Regions from separate parts of the Mus musculus genome. Here all the other regions are linked to region 1. The links are chromatin contacts, called in public HiChIP or PLAC-seq and promoter capture Hi-C maps. All regions are on one chromosome and are shown on one strand. The core of a region is the stretch at or near the end of the contact, and the rest is flanking DNA. Distances in the headings are between cores, read along the strand shown. Region 1 holds the start of Grk5 (G protein-coupled receptor kinase 5). Region 2 has its middle 85 kb from the start of Csf2ra. Region 3 has its middle 57 kb from the start of Csf2ra. Region 4 has its middle 17 kb from the start of Csf2ra.

The links. Promoter capture Hi-C pulls out the DNA fragments that hold promoters and counts their contacts. HiChIP or PLAC-seq counts read pairs in DNA pulled down with a chosen protein or histone mark.
Region 2: a promoter capture Hi-C map of stem cell-derived epiblast-like cells shows a contact between it and region 1, with 2.6 times the contacts expected there. The contact joins the enhancer-like site here to the promoter of Grk5 in region 1. A contact is called at or near these places in 5 of 39 promoter capture datasets (embryonic stem cells, hematopoietic stem and progenitor cells, liver and 1 more) and 9 of 115 datasets of contacts at active chromatin or transcription factors (bone marrow-derived macrophages, embryonic stem cells, large pre-B cells and 1 more).
Region 3: a contact with region 1 is called in an H3K27ac HiChIP or PLAC-seq map of embryonic stem cells, with 4 times the contacts expected there. The contact joins the enhancer-like site here to the promoter of Grk5 in region 1. A contact is called at or near these places in 5 of 39 promoter capture datasets (the C10 cell line, embryonic stem cells, hippocampal neurons and 1 more), 9 of 115 datasets of contacts at active chromatin or transcription factors (the 230-238 cell line, the SCID.adh cell line, acute myeloid leukemia and 4 more) and 1 of 9 other capture datasets (macrophages).
Region 4: a promoter capture Hi-C map of pre-B cells shows a contact between it and region 1. The contact joins the enhancer-like site here to the promoter of Grk5 in region 1. A contact is called at or near these places in 18 of 39 promoter capture datasets (the 3T3-L1 cell line, 3T3-L1-derived adipocytes, the C10 cell line and 9 more), 1 of 15 datasets of contacts at CTCF or cohesin (large pre-B cells), 31 of 484 Hi-C or Micro-C datasets (B cells, the Ba/F3 cell line, CD4 T cells and 21 more), 16 of 115 datasets of contacts at active chromatin or transcription factors (the 230-238 cell line, acute myeloid leukemia, bone marrow-derived macrophages and 6 more) and 4 of 9 other capture datasets (adipose tissue, embryonic stem cells, liver and 1 more).

Annotation. Positions count from the first base shown.
Region 1 is chr19:60,888,133-60,891,168 of GRCm38.p6, forward strand. Grk5 (G protein-coupled receptor kinase 5) reads left to right here and starts at 1,617. Exons shown (of 16, transcript NM_018869.3): 1 at 1,617-2,499. The coding sequence starts at 2,448.
Region 2 is chr19:61,312,289-61,315,324 of GRCm38.p6, forward strand. No RefSeq gene overlaps it. Among named protein-coding and RNA genes, the nearest start is that of Csf2ra, 85 kb to the left of the region's middle. Within about 2 kb of position 1,468, at least 15 of the 459 cell types and tissues checked have an H3K27ac peak or open chromatin away from gene starts, as enhancers often do. A contact at or near this core is called in stem cell-derived epiblast-like cells, where this site is marked.
Region 3 is chr19:61,284,027-61,287,062 of GRCm38.p6, forward strand. No RefSeq gene overlaps it. Among named protein-coding and RNA genes, the nearest start is that of Csf2ra, 57 kb to the left of the region's middle. Within about 2 kb of position 1,470, at least 7 of the 459 cell types and tissues checked have an H3K27ac peak or open chromatin away from gene starts, as enhancers often do. A contact at or near this core is called in embryonic stem cells, where this site is marked.
Region 4 is chr19:61,243,435-61,246,470 of GRCm38.p6, forward strand. No RefSeq gene overlaps it. Among named protein-coding and RNA genes, the nearest start is that of Csf2ra, 17 kb to the left of the region's middle. Within about 2 kb of position 1,492, at least 87 of the 459 cell types and tissues checked have an H3K27ac peak or open chromatin away from gene starts, as enhancers often do. A contact at or near this core is called in the 230-238 cell line, B cells, the Ba/F3 cell line and 12 more, where this site is marked.

The DNA of each region.
Region 1 (3,036 bases), core at 367-2,866:
GAAAACTACTGCTGACTCGGGTTGGGGCTGGATATTAGAAAATAGAGTGGTATGAGTTACAGTCAACAGAGCTTTGCTACTCAAGAGGGTGGTGTGTTTCCTCACAGAAATTTCAGGATCTGCCCTAGATCTACATCTGCATTTTAATCAGAATCTGCATTGTTAAAAATCTTTAGGACTGGTAAACACAGGAAGTTTGTAACCAGGTCAAACTTAATCATTAAAAAAAATGTTATGGAACTCCAACAGTGGTGTCCCAGCACTTGGGAGGCAGACACAGGCAGATCTCTTTGAGTTTGAGGCCAGTTTCATCCACAGAGCTAGTTCCAGGACAGCAAGGGCTACACAAGGAAATTTTATCAAAAAAGGAAACAAAACAAAAATGTTTTGGAGATGAAATATTATGGCTTAGTGTTTAACAGCACTCACTGCTCTTACAGAGGACCCAGGCAGCAGAATCAGGAACTATAGGCCAGCCTGGGTTTTATGAATCCCTGTTTCAAAAAAAAAAAAAAAGTGGGAAAAAATGGTGAAAAAAGTCAATAAACGGGCTGGAGAGATGGCTCAGTGGTTAAGAGCACTGACTGCTCTTCTGAAGGTCCTGAATTCAAGTCCCAGCAACCACATGGTGGCTCACAACCATCCATAAGGAGATGAGATGTGACACCCTCTTCTGATGTGTCTGAAGACAGCTAAAGTGTACTTACATATAACTTTCTTTTTGAGAGAGATTCCTTCATCACACGTTGGGGCTCTGGGAATGAGAGTCTGTAGTAAAGTCTAAGTTTAGATTGCTTAGAACAGTAGTAATTCCTGTGCTGTCAGGTGCTCAAGTTGTTTGCTCAACTCTCTGTCTTCTGACAAGCAAACTTAACTCTTCTTGTAGACAAGTGAGGCCCACTGATCCAAGTCCAGACACTAGGCAAGTGGTGGTGGCAGATATACCCACTAGGAAAAAGACTATCACTAACTGTTAGAACCAGCACTAGTCTGGTAACCACACTTAAAACACCATTAGCTCCAATGCTTAATGACTGTTTTCCATTTCTCTAGGCCCCTCCCTATTTCCTGGCTGCTCTGGGGACAGCCGGCTTTTCCTTCTCTTGGACACAGAAGCCTCAGACTAGTTTCAGAACGGATATCCGGCCCGAAAGGCCCAGAGGAGGCAAAGGCCTCATTGTTCCCTGGGACCTGGCAGCCCCGCCCCCAGCTCTTAGGACTCTCCTCGAAAGACTCCAGGTGACCGGACAGCTAATTTCCCAGCATTAGAAGTTTTGGGGAAAGAGGAGCTGGGACCAGATCTGGAGTCCGAGGTTCTGAAAGTGTAAGGAGCCAAGTGCTCCAAGATAAACAAGCCTGGAATTTGAATGCCTTTTCATGCTGGCTTGGCTTGTTACTCATCAACATTTCCACAGAAGATTCGATTTCTTATGTGTTTTTAGTAATTCGACTACAATATGTTTGGTTATAATGAAAATCTTGGGGTTTTGGGCTCCCGGGCTTGCAAAGTGAAGCTGCTCTGTGCGTGGGGATCCCGAGAGTCCCAGGCGCCTGCCTTCTGGTTCCCATAGACGCGCCGTCGCCAGGGGGCGCGCATACTTCGTGCCTAGAGATCAGCGGCCGCCAGGTCGCCCCGGGCTGGCCGAACCCCTTGCTGCCCGGAAACAAAGTGCACCTTTGTCAGAGACCTGGCGCGTGTGAGCGGCAGACGGCGGGCCGCGCGGAACCCCAGGAGCGCGCCTTCGCTCGGGTCTCAGCTCACTCCTGGGCCTCCCACAGCAGCGTTCTGCCGCCTTGGCTTGTGCTTTCCGCTTTCTCGGATCTTGGCGGGACAGGAAAGGGACTCTGCGCTCCAGGAGTGGGGGTTTCGTTTTGGCTGAGTCGTTTTTGACTCCTGCCGGCGAGGCTGGGCCGCCTGGGCTCAGCGCCATACCGGCAGCAGTCCTGCTCCACAGTCCCGGTGCAATAGAGCCCTCGCCCCGTCAGACGCGGGACTACAATTCCCAGCACTCCTCGCGTTCAGAGCGCGCGGTGGGAGTTGCCTCCGGGCAGACGCCTGCGCGCTGCAGCGGCTCGAGCCTGGAGTACCACACCCCCGGGAGGGGAACGAGGGGAGGCTGAAGCATCCGAAGCATTAAAGCATCCGAGGGAGCCGGAGGGGAGGAGAATGGAGTGACAGAGACGCGCGGAGGGTGGGGGGTGGGGGGGAAAGTGTTGAGGGAGGGGGGAGGGGGGACACAGAGGGAGGAAGAAGCGGCGGCGGCGTCTCTTCGGTGCAGAGGGGGAAACTCCGCGGGCTCCGAGAAAGAATAATGCGGTAGCAGGCAGGCTGCTTGCTCTGGGGTTTGGCAGCAGCGGCGGCAGCTCGAGCAGTGGCAGCGGCAGCGGCATCACCCCAGACGCTGACAGCACAGCCGGCCGGCTCCCTCGCTGACTGCCGACTGTCAATGGAGCTGGAAAACATCGTGGCCAACACGGTCTTGCTGAAAGCCCGGGAAGGTAAGCTCGGGTGGTCCGGTGCGTGCACGGCGCGTTTGCCGCGGGCCGGGGTGCGGGTGTCGGGTGACAAGCGGGCGTGCAGGATGCTCACAGTGAGTTGGTGCGAGTGGTACAGCTTGGAGATCTGTCTGCAAATATTGAGAGACTTCTGAGCCTTGGGCTCAGAAGATAGGGACCGGGGCAAAGACAGTTGCAGGGACGAGTTAAGATGCTAAAATATCCTCTAGTTTCCAACTGAACCTTAGAAATCGTTCGATCTCCGCAGCTGTTGAAAGGGCAGTTGGAAAAGCATTCTTTTAGGAGATAGAAGCAAGAAAACGTGCCAATAAAACAGTCTTTAGAGTTGGCCCGGGATGGTTTTAAGAATGTGAAAAAACTCTCTCCTCTCTCTCTTTCTCCTCTCTCCTCTGTCTCTTCTCTTTCTCCTCTCCTCTGTTTCTTCTCTTCCAATCCTCTTCTCTCTCTCTCTCTCTCTCTCTCTCTCTCTCTCTCTCTCTCTCTCTCTCTCTCTCTCTCTCTCTCTCTCTCTCTCTCGTG
Region 2 (3,036 bases), core at 218-2,717, 420 kb after region 1:
TGTCATGTAGCCCATGTGGCAGAACTATGCTTCTTTCAAGAAGAAAACTGAACCTTTATGGCACACTAGGCCTTACTGTAGATTGTAATCCTGTAATGCCCCATTGAGCAGCTGGTTAGAGGCCTGCTCTTTGATATGGAGACGGGCCTAGTGGCTGGTTGTAAATCAAGTTTGTTTTCTTTATTATGGTTTGGAGCCATATTTTGAAAGAACCTAGTGGGGAAACCCCCACTCAACTCCCGATTCACCCAAGAATCACGAATGGAACACAACACCTTGATGTAACAACACGAGGTATTTTAATGGCGGAGCTCCAGGTTGAAACATATCTCACACGAGGCTTGGAAGCTAGGGGTTTTTATAGAAAAGGAGTGGGGCTGGGGGAGGAATTGGCGCGGTTTCACATGATTGGTCCATTTAAACATCAGCAGCCTGTTAACATTTAACTTAGGTCAGAGGGGTGGGAGATAGGGAGGCGATGGGTCTGCCCGGGCATGTCCTGGTCTGTTCTGCTATGTTCTCAGCCCCAGGTTTCAAAGCTCACAAACAACTCTTTGGGCTATTTGACATACAGGTCTCAAGTTTTATTTCCTTTCAATTTCTGGGCAATCCTGGTGAACAAGCATGTGTATCCTAGCAACCTAAACTCTTACCTGTGGGGTTACTTATCTGTAGGATGTTTTACATGCAGTCCACCCTCAGATAAATTCTACTTGGGGTGCCTTACTATCCTTTACATCATCAATCCTGCACTTTTACATCACAGCTTGATATTGGATGAGATGAGATGTCTTTTACAACCTCCACAAAATTAACTCCAAATGGATTGTCCACCTTAACGTCAAATGCTAAGAACAGAACGTGTAGAAACTCGGACTCTCTGAGTTTGGGATCATGCCAAAGATCTTTCTATACACAGGCCAAATGCTCTGCACAGATGCAGCCCCCCACAGTTAGGTTATTCAGAGCCTACAGCTAGGTCCCACGAGTGGCTAGGACCTCAGGGGACCTCACACGTGGCCACCGATTCCCAGTCAGTCCTGGTAAAGACCCACCACACCAGCTCGCGCTGCTCAGACCCCTGCTTCTCCCCATTGTTGGCAGTGCCCCTTTGCTCACCATGTCGCAACTTCGGAGCTTGCCTGAGCACAGTCCACAGCATCCAGCGGCAGGATAAGGAGCACAGCACACAGGCCCATTCAAGCCTGCTCAGCGACTAATTGAAATTCGCGCCAAGGCATCTGGAAAACACCACCTTCCCTTCTGACTGGCAGGTCAGCCTAAAGGCTCTGATTGGCCAATAAGTCTTGAGTGACTCGAGCACCTCCCTTAAAGGTACTCTGTGTAGAGGTTCTCCGCCCTAGCTTCAAGTCCAGTGCCTGACCTTTTCCAGATCTACAGGGATTTGCATTTCCATAGTACTGGTGCGGGTCCTCCAATAGCCTACTCATCTGTCTCCCTGCACAGCCTCAGGGAGACCCCACCACTCCACCTGCCACTGCTCAGCCGCTTGCTCCTCCCCTATGTGGGCAGTGACCCTGTGCTCACCAGGTCCTGACTTCAGCCCCAGCTTCCCTCACTCACTAGGCTGTTTGCCTTCTCCCTCCTGGAATTAGGTAGGTAGCTTGCATAGCCCATTACTCAACTTGCAGGGTAGTTATCAATCTGTCCCACAAGCGGAAGGGTGCCCAGGATATTAACAATTAAAGAGAGATTTTGGGTAACTATAGTTTATAGAAATGAATAGGCTTATTAATTTCTGGCTTGTTATGTTCATAGTGTAATTTATTTTTGCTTACATCTTTTTTTTCCTTTCTAATATACTTTATTGAACACCATAACAACCTCAGCATAACATATTTTGCTTTTTTCATATTGAATCAAGAACTTTCACAGTTTTTGCTGAGAGCAAACACTTACTTGTTACATATCTAAATACACACCATCATGCTTGCATTGTGCAGTTCTTATTAAGTGAAATACAGGGGAAGTAGTTGAATGAGAGTACCTTTTGCTTACATCTTTAAAGATCAGTTGAGAAGGATGCAGTTGTGATATGGGCCAGCCCCAGCGTGAGGTGTTTCTTCTTTCTTGTTGGTTCTTCTTGAGGGAGCAGAGGGATAAGAGCATAGGTGGAGGGTAAGACTTTGTCTTACCAAAAATTCAGGGTTGCTATATAATAAAAAGTTTACTTATCTAAGTCTAAGTTACTATGCAGTTGTAGCTGACCTGCCTTCTGTGATCCTCTGAGGTCAGAAACTGCAGTCTTCGGCACTCAGCATCTCATCCTAAAACAGCAGGAGATTAAGTAAAGGATTAATTGCTAGACCCTTTCCCCTATTCTCCAGATGCCACTTGCTTTCAGGATTGGAGGATGTTTGGAGCAATAAACTTCTACTGAGCCAGGAGAAGAGAATAACGCTCACAGAAAGAAAAACTTTTACATAAGCAAATATGAATAATCTCACATAAATTCACATTCAGCTTCATTCATGCTCATTTATTCATTTTCATTCGAAGCCAGTTGGGCCCAGCTTTCATGCATTCTCACAATTACATACTTACACACACATCCATACTTACATATGCATATGGAACATAAGACCAAGCATGGTTGCAGAAAGAACTCACACATTCTAGATGAAAAAAAAAAAAAAAGCACTCCAATCTTATTACATAGAGAAAGAAAAGGCTTCTACCTTCTTAATGCTAAATGAATTAAATCTATGTTTGTAAGAAAAAACCTTTGTTTCTTTTAATAAGACTAAACCTGCCTTGTCCTTACCATGGGGCCTATTCTGTACCATGGTAAGGAGAAGCCTGCCTGCTCCTTTTGCTCTCTGCAACATCTACTTTTTTCCTCTTTCCCTCTGCATTCTACACATTGTTGTCTTAGTAGTTTATGTTACCTATAATTTCTAACCTACTCCACTCTGCATTCTCCTTCTAAAAACTTCTCCTCAGCTCAGTTCCTCTCTCAGCTCAGTTCTCTCACCTCCATTCCTCTCAACCCCGGCCCCCAGTTTTGTCTCTTCT
Region 3 (3,036 bases), core at 220-2,719, 400 kb after region 1:
AGAGGGGGGAAGGGAGAGAGAGAAGGAGGGCTAGAGATGAGAATAAGAAAGGTGAGAGCTTAAAGAGAGCAAGGAGGGGCCAAGTAGCTCCTTTTATAGTGGGCTGGGCTACCTTGCTGTTGTCAGGTAACTGTGGGAAGGGGCATACCTATAGTCAGGTAACTGTGGGGGTGGAGTCTAGCCAGAATGCCAGAAGCTTGGGACATTGTCTGAGTTCTTATAGTCACAAAATTATGGAGTTGGGGGCTCTGTGGTGTCAGGCGCCTGTCTTTGGGAACATGGCTCACTGTTCCGTCCCTTGTAGAGTTTCCTACTGGGTCTCCAGAGAAAGCCTCATTCAACCAAAATAGGCTGCCTTTCACAGCCCCATATACATCCAAGTGTTTTATAAGATACTTTGTTAAAGACTATCCTCCCTTCAAATATGCAGGTATACACTTCTGCCAGGTTCTTAATGCAGAGAAAAATGGCTTGCCTCACCACCAAAGTATCATTGATCAACTTTCTATTTACAAAGGAATGTGATATGTTCACTCTGGTGACTTCTCATCATTATAACTTAATTTCTATGAAACTGTTGAAAACCGGCCTGCAGCTCATAAGAAACAGAGTTTTACCTGGGAGGCAAACTGGGGCTGAAAACAGAGGGGAACTAGGCAGGCGAGAGAGAAATGGAGCCAAGACAAGGTTCCTGATCAAGGCTCAAAATGTTTAATGGCGAATGCACTTATAAAGGAGGGGGGAGGCCCATTCCCGCCAATTCAGTTTTGGAGCCCAGCTGCAGGTGACCATGTACAGGATAGGATGTAGTCTCAGGAATAGCTAGGCGGCCTCTCAGCAGGTAGCAATATCTTGAAGAGGAACAGCAGCAGTGGCTGAACAATAGAGTGATCTAGGAAGGCTCCATCTTAGGTAATCTCCATAGTGGCAGAAAAGGTCAAGGTCTGACTCAGCCTGCTTCAGGCTTGGGGGAGGTTACAATTTCCTCCCTGTTATTAATATTTAAAAAAAAGCTGGACTGAGGCATAAAATTTATTTATGCTCTATAGTTCTGCCTGATTTCTTTGGGCCTAGTGAAGAAACTGCTCTCAGTGGGATTCCCTAACTTTTCTCATGGTAAACCCACCTATTCGCTAGGCCATTGTGTTTGGGTAAGACTGTTTACTGCCTCAAGTAAACACTCTGCACACTAGCCCTGAGCTATTCCGGTTTGGTCCTTTGTAATGCTTAATTAGTTACTGAATAGATAACTTTCTTACTGAATTCCTACTGAATTCCAAGTTTGTTGGCTTCAAGGTCTTTCTAGGACGTTGGAACTCTGGTGAAGGCTTAGCTATGTCAGAATTCAGTCTTAACAGGCACTTATAATAAGATAATACTAAAAGAGAGCACGGGGATCCATACACCAAGACTAACAGGGATAGTGTATGAGTATGAGAACGCCAAAGTTCCAGGAGGTGAATTTCCGTGAAACTCTTTGCCTCGTGAGTACTCCCAGGCCTCTCGGCCTGCCAAGCAAACTTCACTGGAGTGTGCGTAGCATTCTCCCCCTTTCTTATATTTCTGCCGAATTTCCAGAACATCCTGCCTCATCGTAACTACAGATCTCAGGAGTGCTCTAAAGATGAGTGGAAACACAACGATTTACTAATAAAATAGTGCCAATAATAATAGCAAGTAGGAATATATATTGAACCCAATCCAGGGGGTTTAATGCACTTAGGTTATTTTTTTAAATCTCTGGCCAATTCATCAATGTTCCAAGTGTCCAAGTAGCTTTTGCTAATATCTGAAATTTCTGCCTTTATAGCCTTAATATGTGCTATGTCCTGCCCTATTGTTAAGACTACTACTTCTAAGACATTAACCTTTTCCTCCAATTTTTTACATGGCTCTGTGGTGTATTATTAATAAACCACGGCCTCTTGGCATGTACCTCTGTCTAGATTGATATGATTCTGAGATCTGGGTGCCCGTCTTAGACTGTCCGGCCCTCATAGCAAACCTTATTCCTGAATCAGACCAAAAGCCACAATATGTACTTAGAATGCTTCCTCAATGAAGATTAATAACTGCCACCTGCGCTGGTGGAGGCAAGGATGCACACCTGCTGCAGTCAGGCTGAAGGGTTTAATGTGGTAGAAAAGGTCAAGGTCTGGCTCAGCCTGCTTCAGGCTTGGGGGAGATTACATGAAACATCTTTGATAACCTTTACAGTTACACTAAAATAACACTAGCATCCTACTGAGAAGTAGAAAAATAAGGAAATTTCAGTGATATTTGTATGTGCCATATTATGTTTATGACATAGGAGGGATTTTAGTGTAATTTCTATAGAATATGTTCCTCTTTTGTAACAAAAGTGGTCCACAAATAAGTAGGAATGGAATAATGCCATATTGTATTTATGTTTATGTAAAGAATAATATCTCCTGTCTCATCCTTGTTGTTTCATATAATTTATCAATAAATGCTAAACATACACCTATATATTTAATGATTAAATTTGAGGTAAATACAATCAGTTTTTCACCAAAAATTTACCCCTATGGTGTTTTCATTATATGCTCTATAAAATAGGCCCTCACAGAATATTTTTATTATCACACAAAAAAATCTCAATTAAAAATTTTACTAATACAAAAAGAATTTTGGGAATAGACCTTGTGTAATGCTCAAACTACAACCTCCAACTAAACTTTAGGAAACATCAGTTACTTAAGCTGTCTGTGTAGCCTCATAATATAAAGGGCTGTGTTTTCAAACAATTCTCAGCAATCCACAAAATGTGTATTGATACCACATTGGTAACATGTACGCTTATATTTACTAAAATTACTGAGAGAAGTCTCCCAAGATAGAAATATCATAAAGTGGTCAGAGATTAGCTAACTTAGACATGAAAAGAGAAGACGTGTTTCTTAAATAATGAGAAAAAAACTAATAGAAAACTCCTGTGTCACTGTTCTCAAATGTTCCCAACTATCCCACACCACAAATGTTATCCACGCCAGTGACAAGAAATGTAAGCAGTCA
Region 4 (3,036 bases), core at 242-2,741, 360 kb after region 1:
ACTGTAAAAAATGAATTACAAATAAAAATAAAATTTAAAGGAAAGGAAAGAAAAGAAAAGAGTCTAATGCTGTCCATTTCCTGGACATAGTGTCATAAAGGATGACTTCATGGAAACTTCCTCCACTATGGTAGATGTGGTAGTGTCAGGGCCCCAACAGAGTTTTAGTATGTCTGTATGCCCTGTGCTCTATTTGCAGATGGGTACTTAGATAGCTCTGCTTATTCTCTGATGTTCACAGTAAAACTAAAATAGACTAACTCCCACTTTTACAAATAGACATATTCTCCCATCTAAGTATCTGTTTCAGCTTGAAACTCATGCTGTATCCATCCCTGGAAGGATAGCAGATAGTAGCCCATGCTGATAATCCAAGATATGATCTCCATTTCAACATCAACTAATTAACAACAACAACAACAAAATATCAATCTCAAGCTGTATTTCCCCCTTCTATATCTATCAGTTCACTTTCTGATTTTATAATTTAATACTTGATTCTGTGTCAGTACAAATAAAACCTGATTAACTTAGTTATTAATTTTGGACGAGATAAGTTTAGCCGCAAGCAACATGCTTATTCACTGGTGAAGATGATGTTTGCTGTGTCACAGAATGTTAGAGGTGCTGAAAGGTACAGAAAGGGAAAACTGCACTGTGGTCAATGAGTTTGGTACCAACATACTCCAGTCAGAATGCATCTGGATCCCAGGGAGCTACATTAGTAACTTAGGAAGGTGATATTAGTTTATATGTGATATCCTTGCTTTAGGGGTGGCTTTCAATTTCCATCCTTTATACACAGCCACTAAGGAAATTCAGAGTTCAGCACACAAATAGTAAGTCAAGCCTTTATATAGAACCATTTATGGGTAGTTGTGAACAATCATCTATTCATGCTAGGCATGAAGCTGATGACAGAGCAAAGTAAGAATAACACCAACAATCAAATAGGTGAAGCATGGAGTTTTGTGGCATTATTTAGAGAAATGGGGATTAGCAGTTGTTTTCAGGAACAAAAAACACCTAATGAGAGCTGCCTCAACACATTCAAACTCAGAATAGTTGACAGCTCACAAAAACTGGAAACCTGGTGTACACTGAGAAACCTGTATGTAGTTCAAGAGGTCGAAGAGCCAACTTTCCAGAGAGCACAGCTGCCAGGGGACAGCAATAGGAACACGTTAGGACAAAAGTCTTAGAAGTTAATGTCAGAAGTAAGAGTGGGGAAATAAGACCTACAGAGAACCATACTTTTCCTGGATTGACTAAAAAGTGAACAGGACCATTACAAGACAGAAGGTCCCCCGAGAAGGAGGTTGGAGAAATGTTCCCAAGACATATTTGCTGCATTGAAGGAAGCTTAGGCCTCTCCCAATGTGTTTCATTCATTGCTTGCTATTTCATTTTCTTACTTCCTCATTGCTAGAAGAGTCAGCCCCTCCCACTTAACTGTCTGCATCTAAAACTCACCACTTCTTCTTTCTCAACGTTTCTATTCTGAACAAAGTTCCTCATCTGACACTGCAGATTCTATCTCAATGTTCCAGGCACTCATGCTCCCTGGAGGAATGTCATTGGCCTCCATTTAAAATGGGAGGGTAACACTTAATACTGTTCAACCTCAAACAGGCCATAATCTCCTCACTCTATCCCTTGAAGTAGGATGATATTAGTGTCCTTTGTTTCAGGATGGCATGGGAATCTGACACTCTGGTGAATGGAGTACTTTTTAAATTCACTTTACATCCCAACTTGCTCTCCCCTCCCCTGAGCCCTCTCACACAGTCCTCCCCCTTATCTCCACTTCTCCATTGATAAGATGGCGGCCCCCTGACCCTGGCACATCAACTCAATGCAGTTCGGGAAGCGTAGTCCCCAGACATGCAAAAGGGTTAGAGATAATCTCTGTTCCAGTTGTTGGGAAGTGCACATGCCAAGTTGCACATCTGCTACATATGTGCAGGAGGCCTAAGTCTAGTCTGTGAGTGCTCTTTGGTTGATGGTTCCATCTCTGACAGTCCCCAAGAGTCCAAGTTAGTTGACACTGCTGGTCTGTCTGTGGACTTTCTATCTCTATCAAGGCCCTCAATTTTTCTCCCAACTCTTCCACAATAGTCCTGAAGCTCCATCCAATGTTTAGCTGTGAGTCTCTGCATCAGTTTTTGTCAGCTGCTAGATGGAGCCTCTTGAAGTACAGTTATGTTAGACTCCTGTCTGCAGGTATAATGAAGCATCATTAGTAGTGTCAGGGATTGGGCTGGAGAGATGACTGAGCAGTTAAGAGCACTGACTGCTCTTCCAAATATCCTGAGTTCAAATCCCAGCAACCACATGATGGCTCACAACCAACCATAATGAGATCTGGCACCCTCTTTTGGTGTGTATTAAGACAGATACAGTGTAATTAGATTCAATAAATAAATCTTTGGGCTGGAGCGAGCAGGGCTGGAGTGAGCAGAGCCAGAGTTCAATTCCCATCAACCACATGATGGTTCACAACCATCTGTACATCTACAGTGTGCTCATATGCAATCAATAAATCAATAAATAAATCTTTTAAAAATAGTGTCAGGAATTGGTGTTTGCCCATAAGATGGGTCTCAAGTTGGGCTGGTTATTGGATGGCCATTCCCTCAGTTTCTGGTCCATTGCCCATGCATGTATTTCTTGTGGACAAAGTAAATTTTGTGTGCAAAGTTTTGAGGGTGTGTTGATGTCCCTATCACTCCAATGGGGTTTCTTTCCAGCTATAGGAGGTGGCCTCTGCAGTTCCATATTCCCAAAGCTATAAGTCACAGTGAAGTTCACCACAATTTATTTCTGGGAGCCTCACCCCTTCATGATCTCTGGCAAGATTTAAGATGCCCCTTACTCCATTATCCCCACAAGCTGAAGATTTTCATTCATTCTCCTGGCCCTCTGCTCCTCTGTACTATCTCTCCCACATCTGATCATGAACCCCCTATTTCCCACCCCATCCCTCTTGCACCCAGTTTTCTCCCACCATCTGCCTCCCATGACTATTGTATTTCC